Regions from separate parts of the Mus musculus genome. Here regions 1 and 3 are each linked to region 2. The links are chromatin contacts, called in public HiChIP or PLAC-seq maps. All regions are on one chromosome and are shown on one strand. Each heading gives the region's core, a stretch centred on a gene start, on an enhancer-like site or on the middle of the called end of the contact. The rest is flanking DNA. Distances are from core to core; before and after follow the strand shown.

Region 1 (4,058 bases), core at 263-2,762, 160 kb after region 2:
TCCCCTGCTGGGATTGGAGGCAGGCCACCACTCCCACCTTGATTTCTTACCTATATCCATCCCAGTGATCTGGACTCTGTCTGACAACTGATTTCTCCAGTGAGCCATCCCCCAGTCCTGCAGTTTGGGCGTTCATCACCAGCAGTCCCATCGTTAGCTATATTTCCCTAGAGATTGCAAATGTATTTCATGAAAACAAACAAACAAACCACAATATTCACAACATCATTACATAAAACAGCCCCAAACCAGGAATTACTGAAATGTCCGTCAACTATTAAATGGGTAAATGAAATGTGCCAGGTAGAGACAGACAATGGAATATTATTCAATCGATAAAAGGAATGGAATAGGGACTAGGGAGATGGCTCAGTCAAATGTGCTTGTCATGTAAGGATGAAGGCCAGAGGTCAGGCTCCCAGCGCCCATGTGATAAATCAGGCATAGCAGCATGTTCCTGCAGTACAGTTCAGGGTTAGGGGCAGCAGAGAGATGCTGATCAACAGAACTTGCTGGCCAGCCAGTCTATCTCTACCAGTAAACTCAAATTCAGTGAAAAAAACCACATCTCAAAGAATAAGATGGAGGGTGACTGAGAAGGACATTGTACTTCAGTATGTATAGTTACATGCACTCATGAGTGTGTACATACCCTATACCACACACATACACACCATACACTACCACACACACACACGCACACATGCACTGTATTCTATCAGTGAAACTTGAAAATACTATGTTAAGTGAAAGAAGCTAGTAACAAAAGACAAATAAATCCTTCTTATAAATGACCAATCCACAGAGAGAAATTGGGCCAGCAGAATCCGAGGGCAGTGGAAGGTGACATGGAAGAGTTACTTCTAACACATGTGAGTTATGTGTGTCTGGAATTCGTAATCATGGTCATACAACTGTGAATGTACTAAAACCCACTGAACTACACATGGGTGGATTTTATGTGAATTATATCCCAGTGGAAACCACTATGGCCAGCATGGAATAACTTGCTCCTTCAAGCTCAGTAAAGTGGTCTCATTTTTAATCACACCAGCATGGCCTCTCCTGCCCCCTGGGCCAGTGTGACGGAAATGTACTAGACTTTTTTTTCTTTTTTTTCCAGACAAGGTCTCACTATGTAGGCCTGGCTCTCCTGGAACTCCCTATGTAGAACAAAGAGACTGGCCTCAAACTCGCAGAGATCCCATGCCTCTGCCTCTCAAGTGCTGGGGTCAAAGGCATGCACCATGTCTGGCATTATAGTTTTCAAATTGGTCTTTTACGCCTCAGCTTCTCTCTTCCCTCTGAACTGTCTTTTCCTGAATTTGAGGTCCTTAGCTACTTGGAACACACCTGAAGTGACATTTGCACTCAGAGTCCTGATATGATCACTCTCTGGAAGAGTGAACCCAGCCACACTGCAGAGGAACTCAAGGCTCACGGATGGGCAGGCTGTGCGTAGACACCGTGTTGACAGATCTTAGTACAAACTTGAGTCATGGTGCTTCAGGCCTTGGATCTTCGAGCTGAGCCTGTTGAGTCACTCCTAGCCCTTTTAGTGTCCTCCACCCCCCTGTCTCCCCACTGAAGCTCAGACACCATGAAGCTGAAGAAGCCTTTCCTTCTAGACCCTGTGAAGTGCTGACCCACAGAGTCTGTGGGCTTCATTAAATGATGCTTGTTTCCCACCGCTAATTTGTAAATTGATGCAGAGCAACAGGTAATTAGGGCCGGAAATACAGCTAAGTCTAATGTGTGCATGGTTTCCAGCCTGGCACTGCAAATAAAATGAAAAGCTAACTGGAAAAATAACTTTCAGAAGAAGCCAGTTTCTCCAAGTTCGGTTACTTTGGCTTACTATTAAAAGAGGAAGCAATCTCTTGCCCCCAAGGCGAATGGAAGATGTGCTCCTACATCAGGAGAGGAACAGGATTTTTCTCTTCCCCTCCTTGGGTTGGCCTCATGTCACAGTGAAAGAGAAACCAGTGGATGCTTGGAAATCTTTTAACCATATGCAGATGAATAAGCAAATGGCTGGACTCGAATCCTAATCTCTTTTCCTTTCCTGTGGAGCTGAGATTTTTGTTTCCACTCTTAAACTGGAGCCTTTGAAACAGAAGTCATGTGTCTCTTAACATGACGATTAGCAGCAAGAATGTGAAAAAGGAGATAGCCAGGAAGTGTGAAGCCTTAATTAACACCCAAGTCATTTGCCTGAAAGCAAGAACAATGTTTTTGGCAGGGAAGTATGAAATCAGCTTTTCTGTCTATTTGGAACTCTCAAAGCCCACCCCCCACCTTAGTCTTTTAAAATATTGATTTCACGTTTAATGACTTTATAAAAAGAACTTTAAAAAAGTTTTCAGCCTGGCTCCCGTGACTGAGACATGGTCATCTTCTGTAAGAATTTGGGGGGGGGGGCTCGCCCCATTTCAGGGCCCCATGTGGCTGCAGACCCTCTGGAGATACAAATACTGGCTAGAATAAAACTGAAGAAAAGCCAAGCAACAGCAGGAGGGATGGAAGAGGCTGGAACGGCAGGCTCTTGTCTCTTCTCAAAAAGAGGGGGTGTGGGGGGAGATGGCTTCGTTCTTCGTTCAAGAGAAGGGAAGGGAAAGAAGACAGTTTATGGAAATACTATACACAGAGCTGTCCGGGAGACGTCGACAAATCAAAAGCCCAAACCAGTCCTTATCCGGTCCCAACCTAGTAGGCAGATTAAAAGAGGCTCAGTTCTCAAACTGATTTTTCCTGAATTATCTGGGCCTAAGATCATGCAGAGTATGTGAACGGGCCTGAGCCATGGTCACCGACAGTCCACAAGCATGCAGGCTGAGCCAATAGAGGCCAGACAGACAGAGCGAGACTAAAATGCTCTCCTTAAGATCTTACTGAAAGTCTTCTGACTCCCAGGTCTGTCACCAGAGAGGGAAAGGGAACACGCAGATGAAACAGCTGTAGCCACGCCCCATCCCGCAGCAATGTGGGCAGGCAGCGGGTAAACACATGGGCAATTGCTACAGAAGCATCCGGCGTCATTTCTAGTTCTTCCGTACTATGTGCGAGCGAGCGTTTCCACAGTTAAAAGGTCCAAAGCAGGGAGAGATGACTCTGCAGGTACAAGTGCTTGCTGCTCTTGCAGAGGACCCAGCTTCAACACCCAGCACCCACAGGGTGACTCGCAACCACCTGTTACTCCGGCTCCAGGAGATACCATGTCCTCTTCTGAGTGTACCAGACATGCATGTATGCACATACACCCGTACAGGTAAAACATTCACACACACACCCCCAATGTTAAAAAGAAATAAATCATTGAACAATTTTAAGTTCTAAAAGTAGGGCTGGCAAAGATAGATAAAGTGTTAACACGAGCAACGAAAATAAATCCAGTCGGGCAGCGGTGGCGCATGCCTTTAATCCCAGCACTGGGGAGGCAGAGGCAGGCGGATTTCTGAGTTTGAGGCCAGCCTGGTCTACAGAGTGAGTTCCAGGACAGCCAGGGCTACACAGAGAAACCCTGTCTTGAACACCCCCCACCCCAAAAAAAATCCTAGAAAGAAAAGAACTTGGTTTCTGAGGTAAGAGTTTGTGTATGAGAACTGTGATAAGACAGACCAACCAAAGCAAGAAGAAAGGGCTCATTTTTGGGTGTATGGTCCCTAGAGGGCTAAGTGCCTGTCACCATCACAGCAGGGAAGCCGTGCAGGAAGCAGACCAAGGCAGCTGGAGTAACAGCAGAGTGCTCACATCTCAGAGCACGAGCAGGAAACACGGGCAGGAAACAGAGCAGCTGAAAATGGCATGGGTCACTTGTAACCCCCCCCCCCCCCCACACACACACACATCCGTGACATACTTCCTCCAGCAAGGCCATACCTTCTAATTCTCCTCCAACAGCCACCAACTGTGAGCCCAGTAGTCACAGGCTTGGGACTTATAAGGCACATCTCATTCAGACCAAAAACAGGCAGTGCCGATGAGGCGGTAGTGACATCATAGATGACATCACTGGGTCAAAGAGCTTGGCCTGGTTGGGTGGAACATGAGTCCCTGCT
Region 2 (3,613 bases), core at 57-2,556:
AGGGGATGAATTCAGGGCCCCCTGGAAATCCAGCTACTCGTTCTGAGAAGCCTGCATTCAGGAATGTTCTGAGAGCTAAGAGTGAGAAGGAAGATAATTAGCCTGGAAGGGATTCCTCCCCGCACAGCAGAGATCCATTAAGGATCATTACCCTCTAACCACTCCCTGGTTATTTTTTAATATAATATTTGTACTATCTTTTACTATTTCTATACATACATGCAATATATCCTGATGCTATTCGCCTCTAACTTCCACCGAATTACTCACACAAGTCTCTGAGAACATCCCAAAAGAGGAAGCAGAAAGATTGTAATAGCCAAAGGTCGGAGAGGACCAGAGCGAAATAATATCTTCTGAAACATGACGGGACCTCTGCACTTAGTGGGCTAGCAGCCTGACGGTGTGGAGGGGCAGGTAGATGGGTTGGGGCAGAGAAAGGGGACCGAGAAGGAAAGTCCTCCGCAGCCCTTTTTAAAACTCCTCACCTCAGCAGCGCTTTGGTGCCCACCTGAATGTTGAAGAGAAAACTGTTCTTGCCAGGGACATTCACACTGGATGTGCTTCAAAGGGTGCCCACTGGAAAATCAGATGATGATGCAAAGAGGAGGGAAGTGAGCACCCCACACACAAAAGGGAGAGAAAGAGACCTACTGATAGACAGACAGAGAGAGAGAGAGGAGAGAGGAGAAAGACAGGAGAGAGAGAGAGAGAGAGAGAGAGAGAGAAAGAGAGAGAGAGAGAGAGAGGGAGGGAGGGAGGGAGGGAGGGAGGGAGGGGGAGAGGAAGAGGGAGAGGGAAGGAGGGAGGAAGAGAGAGAGAAAGGAGAGAGAGAGAGACAGGAGAGAGAGAGAGAGAGAGAGAGAGAGAGAGAGAGAGAGAGAGAGAGAGATATTAAATCAGTCCTCTGAGGGCTTTGTGTTCCTGGGACTCACGCTGGAGAAGATTCAGCCTTATAGAAATAGCAGCTGGAATGATAGACACTGAGCCCCTTGACAGAGTGTCGCCATTGCTGTCTGATCTTAGCTCAAGGATGACAACAGATTGCAACTTGATGCGCCTGGAAGAGAACTGGTGAACCTTTCAGGGCAGGATTCGGCACACACAAAGCACCACTTACCTGTGTGTGACACACCCCTGCAAGCTCCCCGCCCTCAGGAATGATCCCTGAGGCCTCACTTCTAACTCCAGGCGCTGGCAACGGGCCCAGGCGTCGCACAGTGGTCAGGAGCACTTCCTGGGAACCGGTGCTGCGCAGGTGCCACCCCCGCTCCCAGCAGGTCCTCCCAGCCTAAAGCCACCACGGAAAGGGCGTGTCTAGGGGACCAGCGCCCTGGACCTCTAGGAGGCGCTGAGCCCTGCTCGCCCTGCCGCCCCTCCTGGGCCACTTGGCCCGGTCGCCGCACCTCTGTCCCGTGTGCAAGGCGACCACCGCCGCCGCCAATCCCAGATGCCGGGTACCATGCAGTGCTTGGGCGCCGAGTACCTGGTAAGAGCGACAACTTGAGTCCTGAGAGAAGCGGCCTCTGCGGGCACCTACCTGCACAGACAGGACGCTTCCGGCTCCTCTGTCCTTTGGGAGATAAACCACTTTCTCTCAGTGACACCGCTCCTTTAAAGACACCTGGCACTGAGGACCCAGTACCTGACACAAGTGTTGGGCTGAGGCCAGGAAGGCGCAAGGGACTAGGGGGTGAGGGGTGTCTTACCTCTAGTAAGAACTTGGCCCCCGGGGGGGTTTCACATCCATCCTGCAGAGAGCTGATCTTCCCCAGTGATAGAGTTGAGTTGCTTTAGCAGCCTTTGGAGAGGTTTCGGTTCGGTTGATTTCACCTAACTGTTTCTCTTGCTTTTCTCAACTCTCCGTTTTCCTGGAAGGTTTCTGCAGAGAAAACAAGGCAAAGAGAATGGCGACCCCAAATTTATAGAAAATGCACCGATACACCGTGGCTAGTCTTGTTCTTTCTCTTTTGGACTGGTTTGGTAAGTATGGCTGCTTGGCAGGCCTAAATCCCGGGTGTGTGTCCAGATACAAGTGTGTCTTAGACGTTACTGGTTTAAAGTTTATGCTGCAAGGACAAACTTCTGTGATTGGTTTAGAATGACCATGAGTTAAGAAATTCTTGTTCTGGGATTTCACAATCTCCTAAACTCTCTGGGAAGACTGCCTTCCTGCCGGAGACCAAGATTTATTGGGTAATTCCATTAGGATATGGAGAATCACAGCTTGCAGCAGTGCCTTTCTTCTTTGGCTTTGTAAGCTCTCAGAGTGGAAGTCCTTTTACATCATCCATACCCCTCAGTCAAGTATTTCTCAACATTTGCTGTTTTCTAGCATAGGAAAAAGTCAAGGTCTAGAAAGAGACTGCTTTTTTAAAAACTGTGTACACACAGAGTTATACACACACACACACACACATACATGCACGGCCTTGATCTACTGTGTTTAACTTGATGCAACCCCTCTCATAGCACACTTGTATACACGATCGATGGTAGACCCTACCAGACCCTGCCGTGACATCCGAGGAGTCTCTCAGAGCTGAGTCTTGACACTTATTCTTAGAGCTTCATTCACTTTGTTCAAAGGCTGTGCTAATGAAGTCACCCATGCCGGGTTGGGTCATGCTGTGTGCTGTATAGTTAATGATTCACTCAGGTTGCCCTATAATATCTACCTGATAGTAATTACCTTTGTTAAGAAGACTTTAGTTTGAATTGACTGTAAAAACCACATTTGTTCTTTCCAAGTAAAGGACGCATTCATTTAATTTTTAACTTTCCAAATGGTTTTGCGTAGATGTGGTTAGATACACAGAGAAAGGCTGGGCCTGGATGTGTTTGTTATTGCTGCTGCTGCTGCTACTGCCACTCATAAGGCCCTCCAAGCTCTCTTTAAGGAGCTCAGAGAAGTCTGTGTACCTACCTAGTCCTGTTGCCTTCCCTATCGTTGGTTGCCATTTCTCTCCAGTTCTGCTGTTATGTAAATATAGGGAGCAGCTGTCCCTCCTGCGTCTGCAGCTTTGACCTTGGGCTGTTAATGTTATTTAATGATCCTCCCTTGCCCCTCTGCTGCTCAAACTCTCAGGCTGCCTAGAGAGAAGATCGCATATGGCCCTTCCCAGCCTAAAGAATTATTAGCCGGCTGAGACATTGCACACCCTGAGCTGGAAACTGCAGAGAAAGTACACTTTGTTTGTAAGAGAAATCTAAAGGTTTCCATATGCCCAGATTCTCTTCACTGTGTTAGGCATAAGAGTTCTTTTTTAGCTGACTGGCTTCTTTCATCTTCTGCAAAAATTTTAGCTTCAGATACCTGTTTAAAGCAGGACAAGGTATGTGTGTGTGTGTGTGTGTGTGTGTGTGTGTGTGTGTGTGTGTTCACTGCTGCACTTCTGGGTCTTGTGATGGATATACCAACTGACCAAGTGTAGGACAGGATTATTACTGATGGTGCTGGCCCTGGCTGGGGATAGATAAAGAGGCTTATGGGAAGATGCCAGGCTTGCATCCAGAGCTGTCCCTGCAAATAGAAAGGACACCAGCCTGTGCTTATGCTTGTATGAAATTCATAAACAGAAAGCAAGCCTGAAGCTCTGAATTCTCCCTGCCT
Region 3 (4,164 bases), core at 1,004-3,503, 170 kb before region 2:
AAGGATGCTTCTGGACCACAGCATGAATGTTCGTTCCACCTGAGATGATGTGAATGAGTATCCTGATGTCCTGTTAGCCACACGCCATAGACTGCTATTTCATATTGTTGTGATGTGCTTACGTAGTCAGGAAGAAACAGTGAAAAGAAATACTCAGCCAAAAAGAGACAAGAGGAGGAATTTCAAAAATTAAATTCCCAGCTTTGTCTTTAAAAAAAAATCGCTATCATCTCATGTGTTTGTTTGTACAGACAGTAGCTTGCTCTTTATGAAATGTTTAAAATCTTTGAGGGTACCCATGTGTATACACATACAACTTCTTCAAAGCCTTGCTAAGATGTTAAACATAAACACCCTCAATATAGGCATAGTCTCAAAGTCTTTTCAAACCAGTGAATACAAACACTATTCCATGTTCTTCCCAGGATCCCCCTACCAAATGAACATTCTCATTCTCTCTCTCTCTCTCTCTCTCTCTCTCTCTCATTCTCTCTCTCTCTCTCTCTCTCTCTCTCTCTCTGATGATAATAGTACTTGATTTCATGTACTGGTTCTTAGTCTCCCTGTCTCTCTCTGTCCATCTGTTTCTGTCTCTGTTTGTCTCTGTCTGTCTCTGTCCCTGTCTCTCTGTCTGTCTCTGTATCTCTCTGTCTCTCTCTGTCACACACACACACACACACACACACACACACACACGCACGCACGCACACACACACACACACACACACACACACACACACACACACACACACTTATTCCAGTATGGCTAGTGTGTGCTCTACCACTGAGCTGTATTCTCAGCCTCCTTTTGCTTTTTGCCCTGAGAAAGTCTCACTAAGTCACTTGGGCTGGCTTTGGACTTCCTGTGTCGCCTAAGCAGCCCTTGAATTTTCAATCTACCATGTCAGCCTCTCCACATCTGGGATTACAGACCAACACTGTCGGACTTGGCTTAAATATATTATAAATCATTATATCCTGATAACCATGACCAGGGCTAAGCTAGCTTTGCCTCAAACTATTGGAAACTTATTATCTTAAAATCTCAAGGGCATTTTAAGCAGAATAATTATTGTGTTCTTGGAAAGGGGAATAAAAAACGAGCTAATCAAAACAGAAAGGTTTGGCTTAAATTATGTCTAAGACTGGGACATAAATCTGTTTGGCCTAAATTATGTCTAAGACAGGGACCTAAAATTCCTGGGATCTTATCTTAAGAATTTTAATTCTAATTCTTAAGAATTTTGGAGATAAGTAGTAGCCGGGCATCCAAGTGTGGTGAGAAGCTAGACTGAACCCATAGTTGCCTGGGGCTGAATGGGGGTCTTAGCCACTTTGAAGTAAATACAGAGGATTCTAAGAGACCACAGGGCTTTCCTGTTGTTTACACATATTCAGTATCCTGTAGGTAGTCCTTCTGGAGAATTCCATAGACAGGGGTTCTTCCTAACTCCTTAAGACTGGAGACCTGGGGCTGGAGAGATGGCTCAGTGGGTAAGAGCACCCGACTGCTCTTCCGAAGGTCCGAAGTTCAAATCCCAGCAACCACATGGTGGCTCACAACCATCTGTAATGAGATCTAATGCCCTCTTCTGGTGCATCTGAAGACAGCTACAGTGTACTTACATATAATAAATAAGTAAATAAATCTTTAAAAAAAAAAAAAAAATAAAGACTGGAGACCTCTCCTGCCTGTTGCAGCTCTGCTCTCACGAGCATCTTTCTTTGGTTGGGGGCGGGGAGCAAAGCAGACCAAAGAAGTTTCTCCTTCATTCTCTTCTTCCCTCTCAGCATACAAATCCCACATGAAACTTTTTTTTTCAGCTTCCAAATCAGACAATAAATTTTGCTTCACAGTGTGAAGCCAAGTAATAGATGTGCATCAGTAATAGACTACTCTAGAGGCAGACTCCCCACAGTGGAATGCATAATGGAGATTAGAATGAACAGGATCCTGCTAACAGGACAGCAGGTGACTCACATAAACATATGTCTGAGTAAAAGCAGCCAGGCAGAGAAGGATAGATAGACGCCGTATGATCTCTAAGTCAAGAGAAAGAAAAAAGAATGTGGATGGAGATTCCCACCTGCGGTTCTTCTGGGGTGCTGGATACACAACTGTGTTTTTTGTTAAAACAACAACAACAACAACACTTAACCAATTTATTTGCACATCATATGTACAGTTTCTATATATTCCATTCATCCAAACCTTTAAAAAGGTTTGTGGAAAGCCAGTGAGTGACTCAGCACACTGGCCCAAGTCCCTTCAGACTATTGCTTGATACCGCTTCCTTATCGCTCAGCCTTTCTGCATGTGGTGATTGATGTCAGGAGAAAACTCTTCAAGACCTTTCAGAACATCCCATGATAGCATCCCTGATAAGCATCATCAAGGGTTTGTAATTTTTGAGGACTAGTGACTTCCAGATGTCTGTATTATTAATTTTGGAAACCTCTCGAGAAATAGACTGTTCTTGCTGGAATCATGTGAGCTAGTATCCAAACCATGCCCTTGCCAATATCTAAACCCTGCCCTTTGTGTCAGTGATCAGAGGGAGACATTTTTACCCCCAGTGGCGAGACGGCTGAGGTGGTTATGGACTGGTGCAAGCCTTGTGTACTTGGGTTCATATGAGATTTCTCACAGTTGCCTGATGTCTCAGGGGAGGGGTGAACAGCTAGGGGCATGACTCAGCAAGGCTTCAAGAAGACCGCTTAAGCCCTATCATGCGGGCAGTCTTTGAACATTGCTCTTTATATTCAGATAGTTTGACATCTGAATTCATCTAGAGATTATTAAGGAAGAAAATAAATCAAGTGAGTATCTTAGCTCATCTTTATATGTCTTTAATGAAAGAGCAAGGGCTTAAAGTAGCTTCATGTTCATGATGACATAGGAACCCAGACCTCTCCCATGATCATCAGAAGGGCAATCTTAAGATCGTTTTCAAACTCTTGAGTCTCTAAACATGTGTATGTAGTTTGAATCTTTAAATAGATGACTCTGGAGTAAATATATTATGAAAAGCTTCATTTAACTATGGGTTAGCAGCCAAATAAAATAATACATCCTATATTTTAATGAAACTATTTTAGTTTTGTCTTCAATTTCATATCTCTCTCTCTCTCTCTCTCTCTTTCCTCTCCACACTCTCTCCATTCTCCTCTCTCTCCTCCTTCTCCTCCTCTCTCCTCTCCTCTCAGGAAGCTCAAAACATCTGTGTCAGGGTAGAATTTACAAGAATGTAACTGTTGTAAGGAGGCTGAGAATTAAAGCCCCCAAATGTGAGATTTCTAAGGACTGTCCATCAAACCTCCCTTCCTTCAGAAGCAGACACCATGTCTGAAGAAGGCACCTGACCCGAGTGATGTGCAGTTGAGTCTGGGAGAGCCTCAAGCCACTGCTGAGCTGGCCCACAGTTCTCCATGCCAGCAGTGTGGTGGGAGACAGTGAGAAACTGGGAGACACTTGGACTCTTGGCTCTGAGGGAACACCTCTCTTCATTAACTTTGAGTAATCTTCTTCTCTGAGTTTCCTTATATTCAAAGTAAACATTAAGGTTCCTTCCTATACATCTAGAACTGCTGGGTCAAAGCTGAGACAGTTTGGGGAGCCCATTTTTTCCCCCAAATCAGCACTTCGAGTTTTGTCCTTCACAAAATCCTGAAGCTCACTGAATACTGAAAGCACTTCACAGGCGGTCTATGTTTGTTTGTTTGTTTGTTTGTTTTGGAACATGAAATGATTTCATGCTAACTAAAGTAACATCTAGCATGCTCACCCATTTAATCAGACTGCCACGACTATTTTGCTTAGCCAGAGCCAAAGCTTCACATACATTAAATATCACATCTTCAAATGCTTCTGTCAACAGGACCGCCCTGAGCCATATCTGGTTCACAGGATCTGTTCTCCATGCCTCCACCTACAAGAAATGACCTGGAGTGCCCTGCTGACCGAGGATGTTGTAAGAGATAGCTCAGTGGTTAAGAGCACTCTCTGCTCTTCCAGAGGACATGGGTTCAGTTTCCAGCCACCATGGCAGTTAACAACTGTCTGCAGCTGCAGTTCCAGAGGGTCTGATAGCCTCTTCTGTCCCCCAAAGCACTTTATGCGCACAGTACACAGACATGCATGCAAGCAAAACACCCATGCATGTC

Evidence for each region. HiChIP or PLAC-seq counts read pairs in DNA pulled down with a chosen protein or histone mark.
Region 1: a contact with region 2 is called in a FOXA1 HiChIP or PLAC-seq map of pancreatic cancer cells. The contact joins the enhancer-like site here to the promoter of Slc44a3 in region 2. A contact is called at or near these places in 5 of 39 promoter capture datasets (the 3T3-L1 cell line, embryonic stem cells, hematopoietic stem and progenitor cells and 1 more), 1 of 484 Hi-C or Micro-C datasets (morula), 4 of 115 datasets of contacts at active chromatin or transcription factors (embryonic stem cells, pancreatic cancer cells and stem cell-derived neural progenitor cells) and 4 of 9 other capture datasets (adipose tissue, embryonic stem cells, liver and 1 more).
Region 3: a contact with region 2 is called in an HNF4G HiChIP or PLAC-seq map of pancreatic cancer cells. The contact joins the enhancer-like site here to the promoter of Slc44a3 in region 2. A contact is called at or near these places in 11 of 39 promoter capture datasets (the C10 cell line, the HPC-7 cell line, HPC-7-derived erythroid cells and 7 more), 1 of 15 datasets of contacts at CTCF or cohesin (the NIH/3T3 cell line), 11 of 484 Hi-C or Micro-C datasets (the AML12 cell line, the C10 cell line, the HPC-7 cell line and 7 more), 11 of 115 datasets of contacts at active chromatin or transcription factors (the HPC-7 cell line, bone marrow-derived macrophages, embryonic basal ganglia and 6 more) and 3 of 9 other capture datasets (adipose tissue, liver and macrophages).

What each region holds. Positions count from the first base shown.
Region 1 is chr3:121,369,510-121,373,567 of GRCm38.p6, reverse strand. It overlaps Gm33363 (a long non-coding RNA gene), which reads right to left. Exons shown (of 4, transcript XR_867593.1): 1 at 3,880-4,058; 2 at 51-167. Among named protein-coding and RNA genes, the nearest start is that of Gm33363, 2.5 kb to the right of the region's middle. Within about 2 kb of position 1,512, at least 56 of the 459 cell types and tissues checked have an H3K27ac peak or open chromatin away from gene starts, as enhancers often do. A contact at or near this core is called in pancreatic cancer cells, where this site is marked.
Region 2 is chr3:121,530,037-121,533,649 of GRCm38.p6, reverse strand. Slc44a3 (solute carrier family 44, member 3) reads left to right here and starts at 1,306. Exons shown (of 15, transcript NM_145394.3): 1 at 1,306-1,489; 2 at 1,879-1,983. The coding sequence starts at 1,451. It overlaps Gm38684 (a long non-coding RNA gene), which reads right to left and starts at 2,073. Exons shown (of 2, transcript XR_376017.4): 1 at 1,710-2,073; 2 at 1,186-1,573. A530020G20Rik (a long non-coding RNA gene) reads right to left here and starts at 706. Exons shown (of 2, transcript XR_867597.1): 1 at 512-706; 2 at 1-75.
Region 3 is chr3:121,701,835-121,705,998 of GRCm38.p6, reverse strand. No RefSeq gene overlaps it. Among named protein-coding and RNA genes, the nearest start is that of F3, 20 kb to the left of the region's middle. Within about 2 kb of position 2,253, at least 25 of the 459 cell types and tissues checked have an H3K27ac peak or open chromatin away from gene starts, as enhancers often do. A contact at or near this core is called in the NIH/3T3 cell line, adipose tissue and pancreatic cancer cells, where this site is marked.